Regions from separate parts of the Mus musculus genome. Here all the other regions are linked to region 5. A link is a contact called in public HiChIP or PLAC-seq and promoter capture Hi-C data. All regions are on one chromosome and are shown on one strand. The core of a region is the stretch at or near the end of the contact, and the rest is flanking DNA. Distances in the headings are between cores, read along the strand shown. Region 1 holds the start of Trip13 (thyroid hormone receptor interactor 13). Region 2 holds the start of Ell2 (elongation factor for RNA polymerase II 2). Region 3 overlaps Ell2 (elongation factor for RNA polymerase II 2). Region 4 overlaps Ell2 (elongation factor for RNA polymerase II 2). Region 5 holds the start of Cast (calpastatin). Region 6 has its middle 42 kb from the start of Glrx. Region 7 has its middle 61 kb from the start of Glrx.

The links. Promoter capture Hi-C pulls out the DNA fragments that hold promoters and counts their contacts. HiChIP or PLAC-seq counts read pairs in DNA pulled down with a chosen protein or histone mark.
Region 1: a contact with region 5 is called in a promoter capture Hi-C map of liver, with 3 times the contacts expected there. The contact joins the promoter of Trip13 here to the promoter of Cast in region 5. A contact is called at or near these places in 3 of 39 promoter capture datasets (liver and pre-B cells).
Region 2: a contact with region 5 is called in a promoter capture Hi-C map of neutrophils, with 5 times the contacts expected there. The contact joins the promoter of Ell2 here to the promoter of Cast in region 5. A contact is called at or near these places in 11 of 39 promoter capture datasets (the 3T3-L1 cell line, 3T3-L1-derived adipocytes, the C10 cell line and 7 more), 3 of 115 datasets of contacts at active chromatin or transcription factors (acute myeloid leukemia, bone marrow-derived macrophages and pancreatic cancer cells) and 3 of 9 other capture datasets (adipose tissue, liver and macrophages).
Region 3: a FOXA1 HiChIP or PLAC-seq map of pancreatic cancer cells shows a contact between it and region 5. The contact joins the enhancer-like site here to the promoter of Cast in region 5. A contact is called at or near these places in 8 of 39 promoter capture datasets (the 3T3-L1 cell line, 3T3-L1-derived adipocytes, the C10 cell line and 4 more), 1 of 484 Hi-C or Micro-C datasets (bone marrow-derived macrophages), 1 of 115 datasets of contacts at active chromatin or transcription factors (pancreatic cancer cells) and 2 of 9 other capture datasets (macrophages and pancreatic islet).
Region 4: a contact with region 5 is called in a promoter capture Hi-C map of pre-B cells, with 2.6 times the contacts expected there. The contact joins the enhancer-like site here to the promoter of Cast in region 5. A contact is called at or near these places in 7 of 39 promoter capture datasets (the 3T3-L1 cell line, 3T3-L1-derived adipocytes, embryonic stem cells and 3 more), 2 of 115 datasets of contacts at active chromatin or transcription factors (acute myeloid leukemia and pancreatic cancer cells) and 3 of 9 other capture datasets (adipose tissue, liver and macrophages).
Region 6: a promoter capture Hi-C map of liver shows a contact between it and region 5, with 7 times the contacts expected there. The contact joins the enhancer-like site here to the promoter of Cast in region 5. A contact is called at or near these places in 6 of 39 promoter capture datasets (the 3T3-L1 cell line, embryonic stem cells, hippocampal neurons and 2 more), 2 of 484 Hi-C or Micro-C datasets (B cells and hematopoietic stem and progenitor cells), 2 of 115 datasets of contacts at active chromatin or transcription factors (bone marrow-derived macrophages and embryonic stem cells) and 4 of 9 other capture datasets (adipose tissue, embryonic stem cells, liver and 1 more).
Region 7: an H3K4me3 HiChIP or PLAC-seq map of bone marrow-derived macrophages shows a contact between it and region 5, with 4 times the contacts expected there. The contact joins the enhancer-like site here to the promoter of Cast in region 5. A contact is called at or near these places in 4 of 39 promoter capture datasets (the 3T3-L1 cell line, 3T3-L1-derived adipocytes, cranial neural crest and 1 more), 3 of 115 datasets of contacts at active chromatin or transcription factors (acute myeloid leukemia, bone marrow-derived macrophages and cardiomyocytes) and 3 of 9 other capture datasets (embryonic stem cells, liver and macrophages).

Annotation. Positions count from the first base shown.
Region 1 is chr13:73,936,305-73,940,026 of GRCm38.p6, reverse strand. Trip13 (thyroid hormone receptor interactor 13) reads left to right here and starts at 2,260. Exons shown (of 13, transcript NM_027182.2): 1 at 2,260-2,537. The coding sequence starts at 2,446. Brd9 (bromodomain containing 9) reads right to left here and starts at 2,199. Exons shown (of 16, transcript NM_001378947.1): 1 at 2,082-2,199; 2 at 1,379-1,593; 3 at 1,030-1,162. The coding sequence starts at 2,133.
Region 2 is chr13:75,705,527-75,708,996 of GRCm38.p6, reverse strand. Ell2 (elongation factor for RNA polymerase II 2) reads right to left here and starts at 1,513. Exons shown (of 12, transcript NM_138953.2): 1 at 1,200-1,513. The coding sequence starts at 1,346. It overlaps 1700037F03Rik (a long non-coding RNA gene), which reads left to right and starts at 1,840. Exons shown (of 3, transcript XR_873683.1): 1 at 1,840-1,918.
Region 3 is chr13:75,750,885-75,754,504 of GRCm38.p6, reverse strand. The region is part of intron 4 of Ell2 (elongation factor for RNA polymerase II 2); the gene reads right to left. Among named protein-coding and RNA genes, the nearest start is that of Ell2, 45 kb to the right of the region's middle. Within about 2 kb of position 1,759, at least 91 of the 459 cell types and tissues checked have an H3K27ac peak or open chromatin away from gene starts, as enhancers often do. A contact at or near this core is called in liver and pancreatic cancer cells, where this site is marked.
Region 4 is chr13:75,725,055-75,728,593 of GRCm38.p6, reverse strand. The region is part of intron 2 of Ell2 (elongation factor for RNA polymerase II 2); the gene reads right to left. Among named protein-coding and RNA genes, the nearest start is that of Ell2, 19 kb to the right of the region's middle. Within about 2 kb of position 1,408, at least 47 of the 459 cell types and tissues checked have an H3K27ac peak or open chromatin away from gene starts, as enhancers often do. A contact at or near this core is called in pre-B cells, where this site is marked.
Region 5 is chr13:74,805,806-74,809,279 of GRCm38.p6, reverse strand. Cast (calpastatin) reads left to right here and starts at 1,320. Exons shown (of 31, transcript NM_009817.4): 1 at 1,320-1,461. The coding sequence starts at 1,432.
Region 6 is chr13:75,796,380-75,799,958 of GRCm38.p6, reverse strand. No RefSeq gene overlaps it. Among named protein-coding and RNA genes, the nearest start is that of Glrx, 42 kb to the left of the region's middle. Within about 2 kb of position 2,013, at least 284 of the 459 cell types and tissues checked have an H3K27ac peak or open chromatin away from gene starts, as enhancers often do. A contact at or near this core is called in B cells, adipose tissue, bone marrow-derived macrophages and 5 more, where this site is marked.
Region 7 is chr13:75,776,845-75,780,119 of GRCm38.p6, reverse strand. No RefSeq gene overlaps it. Among named protein-coding and RNA genes, the nearest start is that of Glrx, 61 kb to the left of the region's middle. Within about 2 kb of position 1,754, at least 20 of the 459 cell types and tissues checked have an H3K27ac peak or open chromatin away from gene starts, as enhancers often do. A contact at or near this core is called in acute myeloid leukemia, bone marrow-derived macrophages and macrophages, where this site is marked.

The sequences.
Region 1 (3,722 bases), core at 1,011-3,510, 870 kb after region 5:
CAGTTCAGGGGTGGTCGAATCCACAGCCAAAGGATGACATTCAAAAGAGAAAAATCACTCCCCAGACAATCACATGGTAACTGATTCTAGTATTAGTTTCCTGATAATCGATGTTCCAACACTCAGCCTCCTCAGTTTCTCTCCATGAGGGAAGAGACCCTCTTGCCTAAACATTCTTTCTATACTAGAAGGCTGGGGGGGGGGGCAGGGAATCCAAGAGCCAAGACTGAGATTCCAGGTGAAATGTCATCCCTGACAGGGGCTGCCCAAGTCAGAAACTTACCAAAGACCTCAAGCTTCCAACATGCAATCTTGAGGTCACTTTAAGAAACCCAGACCTACCAGGAGAGCCTGTATTGGGGTCTCTTCTTCCCACGGGAGATTACCCATATTTCCACGATATATGCTTTTCTTATATGAGTGATATAGCAACATTAACCTGATGGTGCTGTTTGGAATAGTAAAACAGATAATGCTAAACTTCTACACTAAAAAACGATAAACTTTAACCAGATTAAAATACTGTAGATAAACTGGGCAGTGGTTGTGCACCATTTTAATCCCACACTCAGGAGCCAGAGGCAGGCAGATCTCTGAGTTCAAGGACAGCTCATCTACAGAGTAAGGTCCAGGACAGAGAGGGCTACAGTAAAAAGCCCTGTTTCGCTGGGCGTGGTGGCACACGCCTTTAATCAAAGCACTCGGCAGGCAGATGCAGGAGGATTTCTGAATTCAAGGTCAGCCTGGTCTACAGAGTGAGTACTATACAGTCAGGGCTATACAGAGAAACCCTGTCTCGAAAAACCAGAACAAAAAACCAGAAAAACAAACAAAACAAAACAACTAACCAACCAAATAAAAATATAGTAGGTTTTGTAGGACACATATGGTTGGTCTCTGGCATCCATGTGTCTGTTTTACCAGTCTTCAAGAGAATTTACTCATTTTTAGCTTGTGAAATGTCCCCAACAACTAGATAACCACGCTATAGACAAGGTAGGAAACTCATGTTTGGGGACAGGGTCTTGCCTGGCTGTGTTCGGCAGGCTCTCACTGGTCGGTCTGGGGGTGGCTCCACCTCCACCTTCTTTCCAGGGTCGAAAGCATCAGCCTCCCCCTCTGAGTCGCAGTGTTCCTTCTCCCGTTTCCGTTTCTTCTCTTCCTGTAAGTATGGAAGAATAGAGGGCACAGAACAGCCAGAACCCTTTTAGACTGGTAATGCAGGCTCCGCACACGTCTGCGCATTCCCCAGACTGGGAAGAAGAGCCACTCCTGACACCTGACAGGCATCACCTGAAGATGCCCTGGAAGCCCAGAACTGCAGCAACGGTATAGCCAGGCGTGATTAGGGACCCATCTTAGGCCATTGAACCTTTACCTTCCGCTTCCTCCTCTCCTCCTCATCGAGGTGCTTCTCCTTCTCTGACTTTTTCTTCTTCTTTTTCTTCTTTTCTCTGTGTCTCTCCCGTTCGTGGTCTGAGCGATCGTCGTAGTAGCTGGAGTCGTGGCCAGATCCTGAGAGCTCTGTCACTTCACTTCCTCCCACCTTGAGCACCAGCTTCAGAGGCTTCTCCAGTGGCGTGTCTGTATAATCTGCACACAGACCGTACGTAGGTCAAGCTTGCAAAATACTGAGTAGAAATACTGCACCCCTGTGGGTGTGAATCTAGACAGCAAGGAGTTGTCAAAACCACAGACTATGTAATCTCAAACTGACAGATTGGTGTTCAATCCTCTCTTTCAAACCACAAAATCACCACTGAGGATATTCCGAGGGTACAACAACCCGACCTGAGACCCAGGACCCCAATTCCTTCACGGAAGCCCTCTTTTTGCTGCGGGTCTTCCTGGTGTCAGAGAGGAGGTACATAGTGGCTACAGGACCCAAAAAAGAAGCCTATAGCCTCTTCGCAGCAGATTCCCTTTTTCAGCTCTAACCCCGCCCCTCCTACGATTGTCCACTACCTGGCTCTAAGCTCCTCCTTCTCACGGGACCCCGCCCAGCACAGACCACGCCCTTCCCCTGGAACGCCTTCCCCTGCCCGTATCGGCAACCTAGACCCCGCCCGTGGGATCCGCACCTTCGTAGGACGAGCGCCATTCCGCCTTGTGCTTCTTGTGCTTTTTGCCCATGGCTGAGATAGCACGGGATCCGGTGAGAAGCGGCTGCCGGTAGCTCGACCTGCGCCAGTCGGAAGTAGCGCCTTCGCCACCGCCAAGTGCTTCCGGGTCAGGGTGGGGCGGTGCGCAGCGCGCGGCAGATTCGAAGCTCGGTGGGGCGGGGCGGGTTGCAAAGCGCCGAGCGGCTCGGGCGGCGGAAGTGGATTTGGCCGGCCCTTAGCCAAGGTGGATCCTCCTACATCGGAGAAGGCTGTCGCACAGGGCGCAGGGAGGCGACCGCGGCCTCACTCCGGCGGCATTCCCTCGGCTCCCGGCGGCGGCGCCATGGACGAGGCGGTGGGCGACCTGAAGCAAGCGCTTCCCTGTGTTGCCGAATCGCCCGCGGTCCATGTGGAGGTTCTGCAGCGCAGCGGAAGGTGAGCGTATATACGGAGTCCGACCACGCGGGGCGCGACCTGATCCGACCCCACCACGCGTGACTCCGAGTGGCACGACCTTACCCCAACTCTTAGGATTCCACCCCACAGCGTCCCACCCCTCAGTACGGCCCCACTTCGCACGACCTGAACAGCCTGACATGAACCCACCTAGTATGACCCAGCACACCTCCACCCCACTTCAGTTGACCCTAACAGCATGATCCGACTTTGCCCTCCATCCCACCACACATTACTCTTGAGTTTCACCTCTCACATTGCCGCATATCCCATCCAGACCCTACCACCATCCCAGACTATCTGGCAGGACCCCACAGCTCTCAACTGACTGGCCTATGGAGCACAGCCTAACGATGAGCTCCATGTAATAGGACCTGCTAAGCGACAGAAGTGATCTCCAGTCAATTAGGGGTGCAAGGAAGTGCAGTGTCAGTAGAGCAAGTATTTAATTTGCAAAGCCAGAATCCAGTGGCAAATTTCCTGTTACAAAGATTATGTACGTACTCCAGGTTAGACCCTACAGCTATGCATTTTCAGGTTTTCCTTAAAAGGGCTGCTAACATGGATTGAATGCTCATAATGTTTCAGGCTTGTCTCAAACACTGAATTTTTATTAATTTTCATAGTAGTGTGTGAAGAACTAGTGGCACCTCCTTTTTCTAATTAGCCTGAGGGTGGCTGATGGTATGACTGCAGGCCTGGGACCCTACAGTTGATCCTAAGACAGTACACTGCCAAGCCCCATCTTGACTAATGACTTTCTTGTATATGTCTGAGGTCTGAGGGAGGGAAGGTGTGTGTCTGTGTGTGTGTGTGTGTGTGTGTGTGTGTGTGTGTGTGTGTGTCTGAGTGTCTGTGTTTGAAACAAGTTCTTCTGTCTCAGCTTGCATGCTGAAATTACAGCCAGACCTAGCTATACTTTAGTGGGGTTTTTTTTGTTTTTTTGTTTGTTTTTGTCGTTTTTGTTTGTTTGTTTTTTGGTTTTTTTTTTTTTTTCTTGGTTTTTCGGAACAGGGTTTTTCTGTGTAGCCCTGGCTGACCTGGAACTCACTTTGTAGACCAGGCTGGCCTCGAACTCAGAAATCCGCCTGCCTCTGCCTCCCAAGTGCTGGGCTTAAAGGCGTGTGCTACCACGCCCAGCTTTTAGTGTTTTTCTTAACTAAG
Region 2 (3,470 bases), core at 264-2,763, 900 kb before region 5:
TCTTGTTAGAAAATCCTGTGGGGTGTAGCTGTTTGTTTCTTTTCTCTGAACAAAATGCCCCTGGCTCTTCCATATGGTATAGTCTTTCCCTTCGACAACATGTCCACTTTCGTCTCCCTACTCCCCCACCCCCTTTTACATGCCCATAATCGGCTTCCTTATACCCCCATCTGGTTAAATTGTCATTACGGTGCCTTTCTGTGCGAAAGTTCCTGGGTTTGGACTCCAGCTACAGGGTATGTGCCTTGGAGCCTCTTCCTCTAGTGGAGTCAAGCGCTCAGAGTATGGGATGAGGCGGAGACCACAGGTTTCTCTCTCTGGGGCCCAGGAAAAGAGCAGAATCTCATCCAGTCAGCCGTCTGTCTCCCCACAACCTTCGGGCTCGCTCCTCGCCAACAGACAGCGAGCCAGCACAGGACGCGGAGCGCCTTTCGGCTACGCGGAGCTTCTGAGAATTCCTTTCCCCAGACCCGGCCGTCTTGTTTCAGGCTCTAGTTGATTTTGAGTCTTCTGGTGTCTCTCCCGGAGATGAGGTGTCGGTTTGCGGCCACTCGGTATGCGGTGTGTCTCCGGGAACCCAACCCACAGAGCTGGAGTCCCCGAGTCCCCGAGAGTGCAAGGTGTGTCCCCCTCCCCCTCCTCGCAGCGCCAGTGTCCCGGCCTTCCCGAGTACACCATGTACACTCTCGCCTGCAATAGGGGTGCCAGTGTCTCCGAGTCCCTGAGAGTACTAGTTATGTCTTCACCCCCACGGAGTGCCGCTGCCCCTCGCTCAGCGACTCAGCCATCCCTCCGCGTTTCCCAGAAAACTCTGACCGCTCGCGGCCTCCGACCCTCGCTTCTTTACTGGTAGCTCCGTGCGCCCCCTCCGAGGGTAAGGCGATCGCCACACTTCTCTCCCAAAGGACCCGGTTCCTCCTCCGGACCAAACAAGCCAGAAACCCCGCGGGCGGCTGTCGGAAAGTCCCGCAGCGGCCGCGCAGCCCCGGCCAGGCCGACCCCGCCACAAGGGGCCGCCCGCCCGCGCCCTCGATCCAGAGGCCCCGGACCGCGGCGTCGGCGCCCGCGGCTGGCCTCGTTCCCTTCGGCGGGTGCGGAGGCAGCAGCGGGAGCCAGCGCCCCACCGGCGCGGCGCCAGGCGCCCGGCAGAAAGATCAGTGGCCGCCGCCTCCCCGAGCGCTGCCCGGCCGGCCGCTCACCTTGTGGCTCTGGTAAGTCTCCAGCGCCCGGATCGCCGTCTCGGTGAGCTTCACATGCAGCACGGTGATGTTGTCCTGCCCCAGCCGCCCGCACGCCAGCCCGTACCGCTGCTCCTCCCGCAGTCCCGCAGCCCCCCCCGCCGCCATCTTAAACTCCCCGGGGTGCCACCGCGGACGCCGCTCGGGCTCCAGCCTCCACTGCGGCCGCGGCTGCTCGGGCTCCTGCAGCCGCCGCCACAGCTACGGCCATCCCGCTGCTGACGTACTGTCATATACTGCGCGCAGCTAGACCTCGGGCTTCCACAGCTGCGGGCCGCCCCACCCTCGAGCCCGCACCCCGCCCTGGACTCTGTTCATTGGTCTGAATCCCCACAGAGCCTCCCTCATTGGCTGCTCTTCACCTCAAGGGGGCGGGGCCCAAAGTCGCAGGAGTTTTGCTCTCAGGACGGGACGTCCGACAGAGGAGAGGTTGACGTCGGGGTGACGCGTCGAGTTAATCTTATCTGACGTCATGTCTCGTCTTGGCTCTCCTGCGGCGATTGGCTGGACCGATTTGGGGCAGAACCCTGCTAATTGGGTGTCAAGGTTACCAAGTGAGCCTAAGTCGGAGCCCCGCCCCTTGAGAGGTAATAGTGGACCGAACACATAGGTCAACCTGTTCTTGCGGTACGAAGTGAAGATCCCCATTCGGTAGGGGTGAAGGCAGGACAGATGACCAAGTACGGATTTTGTTTCCTGACAGCTGCACAAGCTTTGGGTCTTGATATGCTCTGTGGTGCAGACACCGTAGGCTGTCTCAAGAGAGCTTTTCCTTAAAAGGAAGTTCAGTACTGGGGTGGCACAAAGGTTTATTTATTTGTTTGTTTGTTTGTTTGTTTGTTTATTTTTAATTCCAGACTTGAAATTACCAAGTCAGCTGTAGTCTTCAGTAGTTGTGTGAGACTGTGTGGAAAACTTAAGCACAAAATTATACCAGTGCATTAAATGTGTTTTGAGTGGTGGTCATGATACAATAAATAGAGTTGGACCTTAGAGTCTTTCAAAATCAACTCATACATGTATGTGACTTCAAAGGAATAGAATATGCACTGGAGCTCATCATATGATCAGGGTTATGCCTTTTTATGGGTCATGGGGAAACCATACTGTTCGGGGTTTCTTCTTTCAAAGGCCCTTGAAGAGTATAACTGACCTTGAGGTAGGTAAAAAGAAACAATGATACCACCCATTCTCTGAGTCTTCTTTGAGATCTGTGTCTTTCATTGGTTTTATTTAGGCTAGGAGGTCTTACTGAGTTTAAATGGAGGAGGTAGAGGCCAAAGTGTAAGGAGGCTTGGCTTAGTTTCCACTTCAGTTTACACTGTGTGTGGGCATGGCTAAAGGAGGGTGCCTACAGCAATCCTCTTTAAGCTGTGTGCGGATAGACTAGATAGGTTTCCCCTGAGAAGGTCAATTAATTGGCTGATCAGAAACACAAGACAAAAAGCAAACAATTGCCAAGTTGAGGCTGGGAGATTGACTGTGGAAGGTAGGTTCTAGGCCCGCCTGGGCTTCAAACCAAGCCCTGTCTCAGAAAACAAGAGCAAAAACTAAACAAACAAACAAACAAGTGAAAGATTTAAAAGCAGGGATAGGCACTCTGTACAAATATCCCTTTTTGGCCGGGCGTGGTGGCACATGCCTTTAATCCCAGCACTCGGGAGGCAGAGGCAGGCAGATTTCTGAGTTCAAGGCCAGCCTAGTCTACAAAGTGAGTTCCAGGACAGCCAGAGCTATACAGAGAAACCCTGTCTCGAAAAACCAAAAAAAAAAAAAAAAAAGAAGATATCCCTTTTTGTTTTAAAAATCGAGACATTCATTATTGTAAAGCCCTACCATCGTCTTTCTGGATTTTTTTTTTTTTTATAGATATTTACATGGTATTTTTCTAGCTTTTAAATACAATTTGGGCTATAATTGCCTTTAATTCTATATTCACCCCACACCTTAGTAAATCCCCCCTTTTCCAGACCCTCAAGCATTCTATGAATGCTTGCTATGAAAGTCTCAGAAGGAATTCTTTCTGTAGTGTGGTTATTAAATAAAAGTCTGAGTATCAAGTCTAGTTTCATCAGATCACTTTGTAGCTTGTCCTGATTTCAGCCCACTGGTATGAGTTCTGTTAACCCATGGTTTCCACCTATTACTTTAGTGTTCGTATAGTGCCAGTTCACTTAAATTCATTGAATAAGGAAATTAAGGCAATAACAAGGGGGTGAATTAAGAAATGTA
Region 3 (3,620 bases), core at 510-3,009, 940 kb before region 5:
AAACCTTATGGTCTATCATTTCTCAGCTGTGACAGTATTAACATCACATTCTTTGATTGTTCAACAAAAATTTCTGGAGAAGAAATAAGGTCAGTGTCATGATCATTTAGGAAATACTCGAAATGCCACACTTTCCTCCCATTTGCCAGCTCCTGCGAGAAAGAACCTGCTTAACTTTTTTTTCCCAACAAAGCTGTCATTGAGACAGAACTCAGGCCAGCGCAAGAAGAGCTGATCCAGCAGGCTTCTTCTATTTGGTCTGCTTCAGATCCTTGCTCTCAAAATGGGCTCCAGACGTTGCTACGTTTTCTTGTGCCCCTTGAGAAGCAGGCACAGGAAAATAAAGGAGGCTCATTTAGCCCTGAAGAGGAAAGGGAGTGTGATATTTGATTTAAAATTTGGATTCTGATGAGGGAGAAGGCTGAGTCTTAACCGAGGCCTAGTGGTGGGTCTTCTGGTACCTGCTCCCAATACACCAACGTCACTATTCCTTCAGATGGCTGGTAGTTGGGTGACTATCTCTTGCAAATGGTTGAATGAACTAAAAACCCAATAACACTGGCACTGATTTACATCTAAACATCATTTGCTTACACTCCCTCTAAACCTTCTGTGCCTATTCAAACAGGAAGGAGACCCCAAGATTAATGAAAGAGATGCTATAGATGAAGAACACTTAGTGCCATAGACATTAATAGAATTGAGATGCTAAAGAAAAAGTAATGTGGGAAGATGGTAAGTTCAAAGGAGTCAGAGCAGTTGTATTTTTATTTTTAATATTTGCCTCAGAAAGGCCCCATGGGAAAAGTTAATTCTCTTCCCAAACCCAACTAACTGCTAATCAATTCCCCAGGCTCCTTTATATACTGCAGCAGTACTTGGTACCAACAGGGCAAACTAAACTGGGGTTATATCTGACGCACAGTTATATTTATGAGTTCATCTCTAGTTCCTCCATTTAGTACTAGATGGCAAAGTTATTTATCCTTCAGCAGTGGCTGTGAGTCAACAATGTGAAAGGAAATGTTAATTTGGGCCATCAGAAAGACAGGAGCAAGGAAGCCATCCTTTATGGACAGTATCAGCAGGGAAGCAAGGATGGCTTCAACTCTGTCTAAATAACTAATCTATGCAGTAGCTTCTGCTTGCACCATTTGGCACCTGTGGTACTTTTTCAAAGGTCTATTTATTACACACACACACACACACACACACACACACACACACACACACACACACAATCTCTCTCTCTCTCAGGCACAATGCCAGAACAGATATTAGATGTTCTCTAGTTCAGATACTCTATCTATGCTAACTTATCAAAAGTAAGGATAGTGGGGAAATTGGGAAAAGAATCACCAATATCAGATCTGCTGGGTTATTTTGTACACTCACATGAGTATCAATATATACAAAGATTTGTAATTCAACAAAATTCCAGTAGTTAGGTAGAAGTCAAGAGGTGGATTTGACCTATTAGGAAACAAAGTGGTGGAGATTAGTAACATTTTCTTATGGAAAATGTTCACTATAGACAGAAACATTCAGGACTAGAGTGGAAGAAGTAACTATCATTCATGTTGTCCAAGTAAAAGCATTTTCCTGGTTCCCCTCCAAACAGGATTTGCTTTTTGTTTCCCACAGGAGAGTTTCAGAAGCTTGCAGCCCAGGAAACTAGGCCAGATGACCCTAGACTCCTAGCAGAGCAAACTTCATCCTTAAGCTTGGCTTGAGGCCTAGCTTAGCTGGCAGAGGCCCAGCCTGGCACTATGCCACACCACACCACAGCAAGACCAGCATGACTCTTGTCTGCCTCCACCCAGGCTCATACCATTGAAAGGAACCTTGTTCTGCAAGTCTGCAGGTACCTAGGCTGTCATAGGTAAGCATTTGGTATTGTTTTACACGGTATACTCAAATTATGAGCTAAACTGGTAATTCCTGCTGTTTATGAATGAGAATAAAATTTGATCATGAGGACATGCTCATTATCATTAATTTTTGAGCCCAACAATTTGACGTGTAAAATGTGTACAACCTATTTCACAGAGTAATCATGCGAGTCATCCGAGGAACTACGTACACAGTACTAACATACACCTTGTACATAATGAGCATCCAATAAGTACTGAGTAATATTAGCACTATAGGTTGATTCATTAACATTTTAAAGAACTGAATAAGCCAGGCATTATAAAAAGTAAGAAAATACAAATTGAGCTGCCCAGCAGGAAAGGATCAAGTGGTGAAGAACAGACAACAGCAAACCTCAAGTGCAACACAGCCAGGGAGAGTAAAACTCAAGGTAAACAACAGAAAATCCCATGGTCCCCTGGAGCTCATCTGGCTCTGACTAAACACCATTTGGTTCTAAACTCCGAGGTGGGAAACTAGAAGCAGTCCAGGGATTACACCACAAACATTTTAAAGGTTGCGATGCCGGCCATATTAAGGAACATTAAAAGGAGCTGGGGTTAAGTGATTTGGAGAAAAATGGCTGAGGAGGTTCATGGAGGATTTCAGATCAGAGAAGAGCACTGTACAGTGAGAGTGAGTGGGTGGAGGACAGAGCTGGGAGGAGGAGAAGAATGAAGAGCCACTTGAGGATGGCAGAGATAATGTGGGGCTCTGATGAGGCTGAGAGAGAATTTTGTTCAGATTTAACCTTTGATAAACATAGATTGGGTTACCCCTAAGATATATGGAAATGACAATCCCTATAAGAAAGCTTGGGAACTCTAAAATACCTGGTACCATTAGAATGTGCATGGTCGGAGAGATTATGGATGTCGAAGTGTTTGTTATATGAACTGAGTGTGGGGGCTCGTGCAGTCCTCTCTTTCACGATGCTGAGGCCGGTAGGAGGTTTGCAAATTGAAAACCAGCCTGTTTGACATAGTAAATTTCAGGGTACCCTGGACTACAGGGTGAGATTCTTCAAAGCAACCCAGCCCACCCACCTTCTTAGCCAGTTATATAAACTGTAAATAAATTGTACTTAGTCTCTACACTAACAAAACATATCACCAACACAGAGGGCAATCAGTGGTAAAGTATAGGAGTCTTTGCTGATTTTCAAGCTTTAGAATAAATCTAGGTAAGAGTTTGCAGCTAGTTATATTAGGGGGAAAATCATTTTGATGATTTGAGTATTTTCTACATTTAATCCAATATCATTGCTTATAAAATGATATTAGATTAAAGCAACACTTTTAAAAACAGTTGATAGATAATTTATACTTTATAGTTCAAATGTTAAGTGGCAAAAGATCTTATGGATTGAAAAAGTAATTTGAGATCTAGCCTATTAATATGGTCAGCTAATTGAGTTATTTAATAAGGAGAAAGGAGAAGGATAGAAGGCTGAGATTTGTTACTTCACTCCACAGGAAAGGGAAGAAAAAAAAGTCATTGTTAGTAACTAATCAGGGTACTAGGTCCTATGGGTACAGATGCCTGGGGAAGCCACGAATTGTTGTTAAACCAACTAAATGTATCTAAGCTGAGCTCCAAGTCCCAGGAGAATTGGCTTTGTTCTAGAGACACTTGTTAAAGGCACCATGGAGCACGGCTACATCAGCAAAGCAAAACCAGAGCAGCCACACCAAAGCCAGGAAGAT
Region 4 (3,539 bases), core at 159-2,658, 920 kb before region 5:
GAAAGTTCAAGGCTAGCCTGGGCAACACAGAGAGGCCCTATCTGAGAAAGTCAAACCCAAACAAAAACAAAACAAACCCAGAAAACACCATAAAACCAAGAAGCAATCAGAATAATAACAACTTATTAATATGTCAATTAGATAACTTCTATAGTTTGTGAAATAACTGTTATGTCTATAGTATCAACAACTGACTGCATTAAACATTGAGTGAACTTTCCAGAAACACTCTTTCAGAGATCTTCAATGCGTGGGAAGAGTTTTTCACCTGCAGTATAGCTTGCCTCTACCAACTGTTTGCCCTTAGAAATGTTCAATTTCACAAAGCTATGTAGACTAATTTTCTAAACTCTACTGGAACCGACATCCCTGGAAGTCACCTGCCTCACTTTCACTGTATAAGAGGAAGAGAGAACAGTGCTACTTTTCATGAAGCTTATCTGACTATAAAGATGCAGCTTTTGGAAACTGGTATAGTGCTTTGTCATTGTCCTCTGAATAGTCTACCTTAAAGATCTGAAGTTACATGTAGGTGCTCTAGGTATACATTAGACCCATGAAGACAAATTGGCTGACCCACACTAGAGAATAACTGAGGATATTTTCAGTTGTACACAGTTACTAACATTCATGAGCTCAGCAATCAGAACCAACTGCTCCCCTACTTTCAATGAGCATCAAATTTCCTGTGTGTCCTTTCCCACTATGGAATAGCTGTAGGTGCCTCTCAGACATAGTTTCCATTTTCTCCTATGAAAACTACTGCCTAGCTATATAAATAAAACCCAAATAATCAATGACTTAGAATTCTATACAGCATACAGCCATACTTTAATGTTTTAGTCTGTATTTATGTAGATGCTAACATCAACCCAACAGAACATGTTCAAACAAAAAAGCAAATAGGCTTAAATGCTAATCTGCCAAGATCTAAATTCTGACCCTCTATAGATATTACGGAAGGAGGCAGAGGATCCTATAATTAGCATAGGACTACCATAATCGTGCAGACTTAGCATAACTTCACCGGGCAAACAAGGAATATCTGTAACACTTTTAAAAGGATACTTTAACAATGCTTCAAATTTGTTTACATATGGCTCTATCATGACAGTTAAGGTATATTTCCAATTACATTTGATATAAAAAGACAAACATCTCTCACTAAGAAACAGTTATCTTTTGTGGAAATTCTAAATTTAAACCTTCTAATTTAAAACCCTAAGCATTTTCCACACTGGAAAGCTCTATAAGCATACTTCAGATGGATTTTAAAAGCAATCAGCACAGGCAATGTTAACTTATCATGGCTCTAAAGAACAACAGTGGAGTACTGTATAGAAGACCCTTACAGTTATGGCTCTGCGGACTCCCTGTGGGCTGTGCCAACCCACTCTTTCCCCTGTAATGAGTCTTTGTTTTTACTAAGTCCCAAAGGGCTGGGGAGAGCTCTGTAAATGGAAGGGGGAAGGGTAGATAGAATGCAGCTGCAGGCTCTAAAACAATGCTGAGTCCATAATTTTGTTCCCAGGAGAATAATAAAAAGGGTAGGGTGTTGATGAGATAGACACAGAACAAGCAAGGTAGGGCCAAGTATCCTAGTCTCTCAGTCTACAGTGCCTCCAAGCCTCATTCAGTACACAAACACAATCACACTGTAATTGGGCTGAAAGCTTACCTGTTAAAATTCAAACACATGTTGAAAGTTAAACCTATCAGTCATTTTATAACTAAATTACCTTTGGCAGCAAACTATATTGGGCAAGGGATTCAATGGTATAAGCAAAGGTAAGTAGTAGGAAGAGGGCTGGACACGTGGGCTCAAGGAGAGCTGTGCAGAGGGAAGGGACCTGCTTGCCCAGGACCTAGGACTGCAGGAGCCCATGTCTGTGCTAAACTGCATGTCTCGATCAGAATCAGAGTTTGGTAGCCTTAAGTATTCACTTCCTGTAATTTGGCTGTTGTGTCTAACTTGGTGCCGCCTAAGAAAATATCCTTGATTTACCTTTTCTTAGCCTGAGATCTCAAACAAGGTAAAGAGAGAGCTAGGGGAAACAGTAGTTCCAGAACAGCAGTGGCCCCTCCAGCTCCAAGGAGCACAGCTCAGACCTTACTTTTCTGTCTGAAAAGCCAGTGCTCACCAGGGTTCTAGGATTCTGGCCTCTCATTATGGGCTCTTCTCTTCAAATATGTCATTAAAAACTGCAGGAAACTCCAAAAGCCTTAAGTAAACAATTGAACTAACCCCTCAGATATAAAATGAGATGAGGTTAGTAATTACCACCTAAAAAGCTATACAAGAAAATTCAGAAGAATGCTCATTTCTAGTAGGACCCCATCCATGAACACTTAGTTACTAAGGCGGAAGAAAGGACTTCATTGTGAAGCTGTCATGTAGAAGCAAAGCACACAAACATCTTCAAGTTAGCGTGATACAAGAGATTTAGAAATCCTGTACTCTTAGTCCAATGGATGATGTAATTAATGTGGCTCCACAGATTCTCAAGTTTTAAGGTTTAAAAAAACTGTTTATTCACATAGGCACATTTTTATATTTCTGATGTTATAAAAAGTCACAAGGATGTAGGTTTACAATGATCAAGCTTATGATCTTCTTCCTTGGGCTTGCCTTTTCTCCAAATCCCTAAACTCCACTTAGAGGTAATTCAAATGGCCATGCTACATAGCTAGCATATAGGAATATAAATACTAATTCAAGAGAGGAAGCAAAATAAATATCTGGTTAGTTTTTTAATGTTAAATATTAATAGTAACAATTAAAAATAATACTAGGGATGGAAAGGTGACTCAACAGTTAGGAGCACTTGCAGCTTTTGCAGACAGCCCAGGCTCCATTCCACCCACAGCTGTCCGTCCGTCCGTCCATAACTCCAGCCCCCCTCTTCTCACCTCTGAGTGTACCAGGCATGCATGTGATACACATATACATAGACACACAAGTAAAACATTCAAACACATAAAACTAATAAATCTAAGAAAATTTAACAGCTACACTAATGCTACTCCTATAAAGTTAATTATCTATTACAAACACAAAAGTCACAGGTCCATTTAATTAAAAGTTATATATTATGCTTGTTGGTTTTGGTGTTGGTGACTGGACCCAGTGTCCTGTACATACCACCTTCAAGCTACACTCCCTACTGTAGAATAAAGCAGACATACAAAACTGCCTATACTAGCAAAGCTTATTTTCTATTTATACATTTCATTTCCTACTGTGTAAAATTAAGCACACAGCTACATTTTATTAATAGGAACAACTGTAGTCATAACTTGCATGAAATTAAATCCCTTGCTTAGGTGTTGTAAATATATTTCCATAAAACTGTGATATTTAATCTTCAATGAAAAGGTTCAAATGCACAACCATCCATGATTTGCAAAAAATTGTTTTGTTTTTGTTTTGACATAAAGACAATTCAAACATCTTAAATCTGACAGAAAATCTCATTTAGTTATGAAGCTCACAAAATATGTGACATATTAAGAGAGTAAGATGAAAGCAAAAACTTAAA
Region 5 (3,474 bases), core at 71-2,570:
GTTTGTTAAATTTCACTTCCAGCCCCCAAACAGGAAGTACTGCATAAAATGAAGCCAAGGCAAAAACCAACCCAACCTCAGAAACATAGGCTCCAGAAAGGAAGATGACTTTAATACCTGTGATTCTCTGCTGATTTGCATTAGAGCAGGCAGGCTTCTGCTCGAAAACCCTTAGTACATTTACAGAATTGGCTACATAAATAATCAAACACAGGATATAACACACACACAAGTACACGAACACTGAGAGACCAATTTGTTTTCAAGATCTTCTCTCTTATTTGTAGTTCAGATTTAGGCTAGATTTGAATTAGTGACAGACTGCAAAGAAGTGTCTAATTCTTCAAATTCTTAGAAAAAGGGGTCTAGGCCACGCCCCAGTCCAGCTCTCTGGTTGCACAATCACTAGATTGGTCTGGACAACTCCACCCGGGAACTGCAATCTCCAGCTTCCCCTATTTGCGATTCACTGAGAACCCTGCAGCTTGGGGGCTAGTCTGGGGGAGGGTCTTGTTTTACAAACCCTGAGCAGACAGTGTTGAATTCAGCTCTGGGTTGCTGAGAAGTTGGGCTCTCTGCAGTGAGCCCAGGGCAGGAAGGGGAGGGCCTAACTGAGCTGGGCGAGGGCTCAGGGCTGGGTCGGAAAAGCTGCCTCACTGAGCTGTCCCGCTCCTCCTGTCCCGAGGTGGCTGCCCGCTCCTCCCTCCCCCCCGCAAACAATTTCGCTGCGTTTTCCCGGAAGCTGCGCCCGCAGCGGCTTCACCGAAAAATGTCCCAGCCCGGCCCGAAGCCTGCCGCCTCTCCCAGGCCCAGTCGCGGCGCGGCAGCTCGCCACACCCAGGAGGTGAGTCGTACTCCAGACTGAGCCGCGGGGCAAGCGGCAAAAGGCCTAAGTCCTGGAGTGTCCCGCCGCAGTCTCGGGGCGTTGCCCCTCTTTGCACCTTCCAGAGTGGGAAAGAGATCAGAACTCCATGCCTGCGGGCAAGCAGGTGGCTAAAGGCTCTCCGAATTGGGTAGTGGCAGGAGTTGGGTGGAGGGACTCCTGGAGCAAAGCGGGCTAGTGAGACCCAGGCAGTGAGCATGGGCATGGAGGCAGAATAAAGTTGACTTGGGACCTCCGGAGTGGGCTCCTGTGGCTGGGCAGAAGAGTTCTGACCTCCGTGTGAAGTCACCCCCGCGCCCCCAACCCTAGCCCTCCATTTAGGGAGTGGCAGCTGAAAAACTGACACACACCTCTTTCCTAATTAGCTTTGGGATGGGGCGGGACCACGCTAGCTTGGGCGGGCCCTGTCGCTCTTTCCCCTTGTGCCCTCCCACCCGGCAGCTGTGTCCTGTGCGGTGTCAGCCGGGTCCCAGCCAAGCAGAGTGTCATCGTGGTGCACGTTCTGCGTTCTCGAGAGGTTCCCAGCGGAGCAAGTCAGGGTTGTCGCGATGGCATTCGCAAGTTGGTGGTACAAGACGGTAAATAGAAGGGGCAAGGTCTGGGAAGGAAGTGTATTTACCTCGCTCCTCTAGGAAGTAGAGGAACCACGTCCAGAAGTTGGAGGGTCAAGGGCAGGGACCCGGTGAGACCTCCTTGAAGAACTTCTGATTAAGCTCGGGCAGAAGCAGAAGGCTCTACTTTCAGTGGTAATCCGGACTGGGCGCTCTGGGCGGTACAGTCTGGGCGGCGAGCTGCACCAAGCTCAGCTCGCGTTCCCAAATTGAATGGACAGCAATCCTTAGTTCCGCCCTTTGGAACACATACCTGGATAGGTAGACAAGAGGGAGGCACTGTAGCCCAGGTTTAGTTTTTCAACTGCTAAGTAAAGATAAAAAACTTACAAAGAAAAGAATGGTCAAGCAGTTTCAAACTCGAAAGAGGAGGGTGGAGAATGGGAAAGAAAAAAAAAACCATCAGGGAACAACTGATCAATTTTCAGGGGCGGGGGATGGGGAGAGAGAAATGAGTATAGCTCACTACTCTATATAACTTTATAAGAGGACAAACGTGTTCCTTTTGGTTAGTGCACTGAACGTCTGTCCTACCAAGTATGTTATACCCAATCAAGCTGGAACTTGTAATGTTTTGAAACCAGGAAGCATAGTTTTAGCATTACATTTTTTTAAAAAACCAACAAAAACAAAAGAGTTCACAAACCCTGTGGTTACAGAGAGTCATAAGTTGATTTATGGCGAGAATTTCAAAATCTTCCTTCCTCCCAGTAAGTGGTATGGAAAAAAGATGCAATAACCAGATAATCTTTGCAACTAGAAACCTGGGGTTAGAATTAGAAAGTAGGCATCGAGGACTGATTGATCATCTAGGTGTGCTAGCCTTCCGGTGCACTGTAGAGTTCTTAACTCAAGTGGCAATGATTTCAATGTGTCAGTCTTTGTAAATGTGTTTCCATATCTGTAAAATAGCAGATGTCTCCATAAGGACTAGATTCAGCAGGAGATGACATGCCACATACATGTTTTCAGTGATGTTTCTTTGGGAAAGTTCTTCCTCACACTTTTCTGTGCTATTTAAATGTATAGTTTTATTTATTTTATATATTTTATTGATTATTTTATTTATTTACATTTCAACTGTTATTCCCCCTTCCTGGTTTCCCCTCTGCAAACCCTCTATCCCATCCCCCCACCCCTGCGTCTATGAGGGAGCTCCACCACCCACACACCCACTCCTGCCTCACAGCCCTAAGGTTCCCCTACACTGGGGCATCCGTCCTCTACAGGAACAAGGGCCTCTCCTCCCATTGATGCCAGACAAGACTGTCGTGTGCTACATATTCAGCTGGAGCCCTGGGTCCCTCCATGTGTACTCTTTGGTGGTGGTTTAGTCCTAGGGAGCTGGGGGGGGGGGGCTCTGGTTGGTTGATATTGTTGTTCTTCCTGTATATAGTTTTATTAATGTGCTAAGAGCAAAGGTTTGCTTTGAGTCATGATTGTTCCAGAATTCTTATCAAGATGCACTCATTAAATTATCGGCAAATATGGGTGGCAGATGTTCAACTAACATCAGATTCCTCTGTCCAAGCTTGGCACTGTCTAAAGGAAATTGTGCCAGGTTACTTAGACGCTAGCTTAAATCTTCGCTTTTAGTACCCTCTGAACCATGTTAGACACTTCGATGTTTCTGCTGCAGTAGCCATTATAAGCCAGTTTGGGGATTATTATTTAAGATTTCTGTTTGGTGCTAACTTTCTATAATTTTCAGCATGCCTGGGATCAAGCTTTGACTTTTCCCCAGGAGAAATGTACTGTGAGACCCAAAGGGCTTTAAAAAAATTTTTTTAACAGTCGCATTAACAAAAATATTTTAAGAAATCAAGTTAATGTTAGTAGAATTGTTCTTCACTGGCTCTGTCCTAGGTGACATTCAAGCATGTAATCATGTGCTAAAAATAACGAGTCACCTCTTTGTTTGTGTTAATTACTCAAAAACCTGGCTGTGCTATGCATGTATACTCACAGTACCTCACAATT
Region 6 (3,579 bases), core at 764-3,263, 990 kb before region 5:
GTTGAATTTTGACATAGGTGAGCCTCTGCCAGTGTTCCAAATCCTTGAAGCTGACAATCTTGGAATTCAGTAGGAATTCAGTAAGAATGATACCTATTCAGTAACATTCAAATTCACTTCTAGTAGAGATGGTGAAACTAATTACAAAGAATGGAGCTAGGATAGCTCAGGGCTGGTCTGCAGAGTGATTACTTAGGACAGTAGCCAGTCTCACCCAAACAAGGGAATATACAAAGGCCTAGTGAATAGGTGAGTTATCCATCAAAGAGTTAGGGAATCCCCCTGGGACCAGTTTCTTCACTAGGCCCAAAGGAACAGCATAATCAAGTTTTTACTAAGAACCCCTAGTGGTGGGCTTAACAATAGACTGGCATTACACCTGGCTCCATTCTAAGTGGTAAACAGCGGCCTGGTCCCCGCCATCTTTTGATGTATAGATTCCTTTTGTTTTGTGTCACTGTAATTCAGCAGATATGTCCTGCCTGGCTTTTCTTGTTTTTTCTTCTGTATAAAAAAGTCTGTTTTTCGTTTGGACATTATACTCAGATTCAACATACTCTCTCGTGTCGTGTCTGTTTGTCACCCCACTCCTTCGCCCACCTGCAACCAGAGACCCGTTCCTCGCAGATAGGAGACCCAAAAAAGAGGTCCATCTGTGGCACTCAAGGCCGATCCAGCCTCATCTGGCTTGTTACCTATGCTGTGTACTTCCATGTGACAGGGGCAGAGGCAGAATCTATAACACGTTTTCCTGGCCTGCTCCAGCTGCCTAAGGTCGAGCCCAGCCAGCAGTGTTCCTTGTCTGTCCACTGGAGGCAGGTTTGTCACCATATCCCTGCAAGCCACTGTGAAAAGCCTTGTTTGCTTTTGCCCTAGAGTCCAGCCAGTCCCCTGACCTCTAACCCAGAACTATTTGTTCCAGGCGTTCCTCAGTCTGACATTCTAGTTGAAAACAAAGCCAAAAAAAAAAAAAACCCAAACCAAAAAAACCCAACAAACAAACAAACCTACCATCTTCCAATCATCCCTCTATATTTGGGGGTCAGATGAGCTGGTTACCTTTATGGTCTAGAGGGAATGAGTCAGTTAGCGTTTAAGCAAGAAGCAACATCTGCTGTAGTTCAGAGGCTGGCAGAGCACCAACGGCTGGGAAACTGTAGGAAGCAAGAGACCTGGCCAGAGTTCTTTAGTCCTATGCTGTGTGTCCATGAATGCCTAGGCCAGTTCCTCCTCCAACAGATATTTTGTCTCATGTTAGAAACCTTCTCTGTAGCATCTGGCCAAAACCTAAACCTATTGCTGGCCAGAGTTTTCTGAGACCCACTTCCAGCCTCAGAAATAGTTGAGGCTTGATGTCAGACTTGTCATAGCTGGCTGGGTTTTGCTTCATTTCCTCTTCCTAACAGTTGCTCAGCCAGTCTTTATTTGCATGTGGGCAAAGACTTTGGTAAAGAAAGGAGGAGCCTTGTTAGCTGCCGTCTCACTCATGGCTAAGTCATGAGTAATTCTACTAGCAGAGCTAGTATTTGATACCCCTTACTCCTTTCTGCTTATACAGAAAGGTGAGGGATTATATAGGATTATTTATGAGTTTCTGTTAATTGTAAAATTTAGTACAAATCCAGCAATGAGGGTAGTGATGGTCACTTTTTCTATTTGTTCAGAGATCATGTACAATCTTGTACCCTTTACATAACACATATACACCTTGAATACACATGTGCATATGTGCTTGCCACACCACATTCTATAACAAGGAAAGGACCTCGAGGAATGGTTTGGATAGAGGGTATGTATTTCTGCTAGTGTTCCTGGCAGGCCTTGCAGTCAGGCCTGGCTGCTAGCAGTCTCAAAGCTCACAGAATTCAGAGACCATCCACTCCAGGCTGCTGCTTATCCCACACTATCCAGCAGATGGCGCTGCACGCCGCACTGTCGCACCTGTCTGCCTTGGCTGTCAGGAAGTCAGAGTTACTACTGTGCAGTCAGGAAGTGGGTCTGCTCTCACTGAGCAGCGGTGGCTTACGCAAACCATGACTCATGGGTTTGACGAGGGCCTTTGTCAGAAGCAATGAGATCTGACCGTCACCACCCAATGGAAAGCAAAGTGCCTAGCTGGCCGGAGATCATGGTTGCTCACCGTTGATGCCTGGCTTTTTCAGGCAGCATGAGTTCATGCGGAATTTCAGAACCTGGCTGTGACTGATTCACTTTCTGTAAACGAGGGTCACCATTTCCACTTCCTCCGCTTGGGCTATTATTTGAACTTCGAGGTCAGCAACTGTTCTGGTGCTTACCGGAGGCTTTTGAGTATTTCATAAGTACTATTTCTTTCCTCTTCTTAAAAGTTTACTTTGCGATAAGGTCTCAGTATGTAAGCCTACCTTCTTGGAACTGGCTATGTAGATCAGTCTGACATCCAGTCCACCCGCCTCTGTTTCCTGAGTGCTGGGATTAAAGGCACATCTCACCACCCACTCATCGCAGCAACATTTAGCACAGATCTGAAGTATGAAATTGTTATCTCTCAGCCCTTCAAAAGTGGGTTAGTCTCAAATATCATACTGCTCTGCTTTTGCCTGGAGGGCAGGAGAGTAACCTCCATAGAATGCCTGAAACTTGGATGGTATTAAACTCTATACACACCGTTTTACTATATATATACATATATATCTTATCATATATGTGGCTGTATCTTTTGTAGTTTGTGAAGCCATAGAAAGTTAGTTCAGACTTCTTCTTTTCCTTTTTTTTTTTTTATTTTATTGTTAGAAGATCTTAGCAGCTCCAACATAATTCTTTTATTAGTGGAGACTTTTATCCTGTCTTATACATTTTTTGCTTGTTTGTTTGTTTTGTTTTTCGAGACAGGGTAGACCAGGCTGGCCTTGAACTCGGAAATCCACCTGCCTCTGCTTCCCGAGCGCTGGGATGAAAGGCGTGTGCCACCATGCCCGACTCTGTCTAATACATTTTATAGCTCATCTTTGGTGTACCTGACTTGTACCTGTTGTCTTATACATTGTGGTCTGTAATTGAGTTAGGGTGAATTGAACACAGTCAAGGACTTCATCCTCTGACTAGTGGGTAGTGGCATATACAGTGGATGCAATGGCCTGGATGACTCATACAATAGACTGGACCCTATGGGAAGGATGAGATGGCATCATACTCAGCGCTAAGGGCATGTATACCATCTTACATCATACTCAGCGCTATGGGCATGTATACCATCTCACAACTTAAGAACGGTTTATTTCTAGAATTTTCTATCTCATACTTTGGGAATGTTGTTAAGGCTAACGAAAATAAGACAGTGAATAAAAGGCAGTGGCGATCTAGTGTTTACATGTACATGTATTTGTATAGAAATTCATGTGAAACTTTTGAAAATTCTTGTGGCAGGAAGCCCCAGAGGGGATGGCTTATGGGGACAGTGATGACTGCGCCAGGTGTGTTGATGACTGGAGTCAACCTGTTCTAAAGAGTCTGCCAGAACTGGATTAATGTGCAAAAGACACAAGTTGTAGTTAGACACAGAGAAGCAACAAAGCCAGAAGGGCTCCTAGTGTTGAGGCA
Region 7 (3,275 bases), core at 505-3,004, 970 kb before region 5:
CTACTTCTCAAACTTGATTACGTCTCATATTTCCTCCCTCCTTGGCCTGGGGCAGGCAATCCGAGGCAAGATGCTGACTAGACCCATCATAGAATACTGTATAACATTCAGTCCACAATTCTAGACTTTTTTGGAAAACTCTTCAGAGTTCAATTCTACGTTTTATTTTTTACAAAAGCACATGGGCATAGGGTTGTCATCGCAGTCCTGAAGAGAGTATGGCTGAAGGCTGTTGTGGACCCAGCAGAGAAATGTCTGAAATGCTATATAAGCTAAGTCTGCACCTCAAGTATTGGGTTATAAACTACTGGCTTTCATCTGGATTTTGTCTATCTCTTTCCCTTCTTTCAGTCTATCACCCTTCTGTAAGGACACTTTCTCAGCCTAGGAACAGTTATGCATGGTGAGGAAAAGGGGGATCCAGCCAACAGCCATGGAGTAAGCTGCACAGTAGATTCTCTGGGAAGGTTAAGGCCTGACACAACTCAAGCTTCAGCTGATGGCTTGATTCTAACATTTTGAGGGATATTAAACTAGAACTACCCAGCTAAGCTGCTTCTAGCTGCAGTTACTGCATGGGATAATAGATGCCCGTTGTTTTGTTAAATATTTAAGTACAGCCACATATTTTTAAGTAACTAGGCACTGGTGGAGAACACTCATAATGAGGACAAAGGGGCAATTTCAGAAATACCCTTGTAATTTTCATCATGCACAGCCATTGCAAATTTTAGATCACCACCATGCCAGACCTCATAGTAGACAGGAAATGGTGCAATTGGCCATCCTGGGGTTTCTCAGTGATGCGACTTTCTCCTTTTCTTTTCAGAGAAAGGAAATTGAGAGATCTACAAAACCTCAATTTCTTTTTGAAAAATTATATAAAAGCTATATATCTTTAATCTTCTAAAAGGGGTTAGAATAGCTAACAATGCTAGCAAGTTATCAAGTTACTAAGATGAAAAGACATCATGGACTGCAGTTGTGGAGTGATAAGAATAGGCCACTTTTTCAGCACGACGGGCAGTTATGATATAGCTGAATGCATAAAGATCAAGACAAAGGCATAGCAGTGTCAAGTCCCCTTTCTCACAACTAAAGGGGGATCCACATACAATGCTACAAAGGCCAGGAACAGTGGCCCCATCAACAAGTGGGAAGCAAAGCTGGCCGTGGCATTTCATTTTTGCAAGGCACAATAGAAATGGTAGGAGTGGGGACTGTATTAGCAGAAGTCCTAGAGGCCACTAGTGACCCAAGGACCAGCCTCAAGTGAAGCACTGTGCAAGCTAAAGGTGATGTTTATCGTCTGGAGGAGACAAAGCACTGAGAGCTGACTTACGAGTGCAGGCAGGGTGGTGCAAAGTTTACCTTCCATGCAAAACATTTATTTCACTTCTCTCTGGGAAACACTAAACCACATGGAAGGAGAATGTAAGTGGCCAGTGAGGAGATATTAGTGGGCCCCTCTAGAAGACTAACACTAAGTCAGAGACCAAACTCCTAAAGCAGGCTGGTCGAAACTGGAGTCCAGTAGTGATATCTGACCTGTACTCTTGTGTGTCACTCATCCAGTATGACTCTTTTGCACTCATTTCATTTTGTAGGTCATTCCACCTCCCACTAAAGGTGGTTTAAAGTGAGAGTCCATTGATGTCTGTGAAATGTTGTTAAGTAGCGATAAATCCTGCCTTCGCTTCCTTCTCTAGCCCTTTGGCATGTCCTTCTTGTCTGCTTACTTGTTTCGTTCTCACCCAACAGAGTTGCGTCACACAGATGGGCTGATTACTGACGTCAGAGAGAGCTGGTGACAATTTTAATAGTATAGGCGTTCTCTTTTTTGTGTGTGTGTGGTCTACATTTCTTGCTCTAACTACAGAAGTGTTTACCCAGACAAGGCACCAGCAGAGCTGGGCAGTTCTGTGTGCTCATTATGCACTAGGCTCTCACCTCCTGTAAAGCAGGCATCATGACTAGTCATGGGAGACAAAGTCACCAGCCTTCCCCTGACCAGCCCTTTCTATGTAAAGACTTGGTCCAGTGTGAGTGAGGTTCACTGGCCTGTTAAAATGATATCAGTTAATCTTGGGAAGTTTCCTCTGTAGAAGGAGCCACACGAGAAGGCCACTAGATGGGAACCTCAAGTGCCAAAATACCTCTGATTAGGCCACAAACCTAATGCCTGGGGCTCAGGAGTCAAGTGTTCATGTCTTTCTGGCTTCACCTCCCCAGATATATTTTAAGGCAGAGCAGCAATTGGGGAACAAACTCAATAGCAAAAGCAGGCCTGTCAGGGCTTTTGCTAATGAGAAATGAGCTGGATAAACTATGCTAAAAGCTTTGCCACATGGCCTGTTTCTTCCTGGTTCTCCATGCTGCTTCCTTGGGAGGCTTACTTGTTCCCTCATTACTATGCTCATCATTACTCACTCTCAAGCTGGACCTACCGTATCGCATTTGATCCTGCTGGGATCATTCTGCATAATTTCCATTTGTCTTGTTTAGCGGCGTTTTCCTGTTTCTAAGCACAAGACTGAGTGAGGTGCACATGAAGACTTGAACACAAAATGGTATGGCACGGAACTAAAAAATTATGCAACCAGGATTAACAGAGGACATCCTGACGGTATTTGTTGATTTCCCAAGATAGCGGATAGCATCTACAGCTGTCTAGCTCTGAGAAAGAAGTCAGACTCTGAACCATTTTTAACGAAAACTTTGCAGAGTATGTTGGAGAAAGTCTAGCCTCTCTCCCCTTATCATCTGGCTCCTCTTGTGGGTGTAATAGTGAAGAGTCAGCTGATGTTAGACTTCCTATAGGTTTATATAGGGAAGAGAGGCATATTCTTCTTTACTATAGGTTAAGGGAAAAGCTTTATGGTGGCCTCTTTGAATGATTGGTGACTCTTCAAGCTAGTTGAGGGACTTTGAAGGTAGCTCTGTGAGTCATGCTTGATGTACATCAGGATGTATAGTAAGGATGCATCTGGGAAGTTGCTACATCCCTAATGAGGGCCACAGTGCTCATCTAAGAGTAAGAACCCAGATACAATTTCTCTAGTTTATATGATCAATTTAAAAAAGAGGCCCTAGTGTCTAGCTTCCTGCCTGAAAAAGTCAGATAGCCTATGAGGTAGGAGAAAATGGAGACTACCAAGGCTGGCCAAAGGAGAGGCCTGGCCAGCAGCCAGAGGCCACAGAAAGGTCTGAGATGTCCACGAGCTTGACAGTGTCTGAAAGAAATCAAGGCCAATTTCAAAGGTGCCATCCAAGAC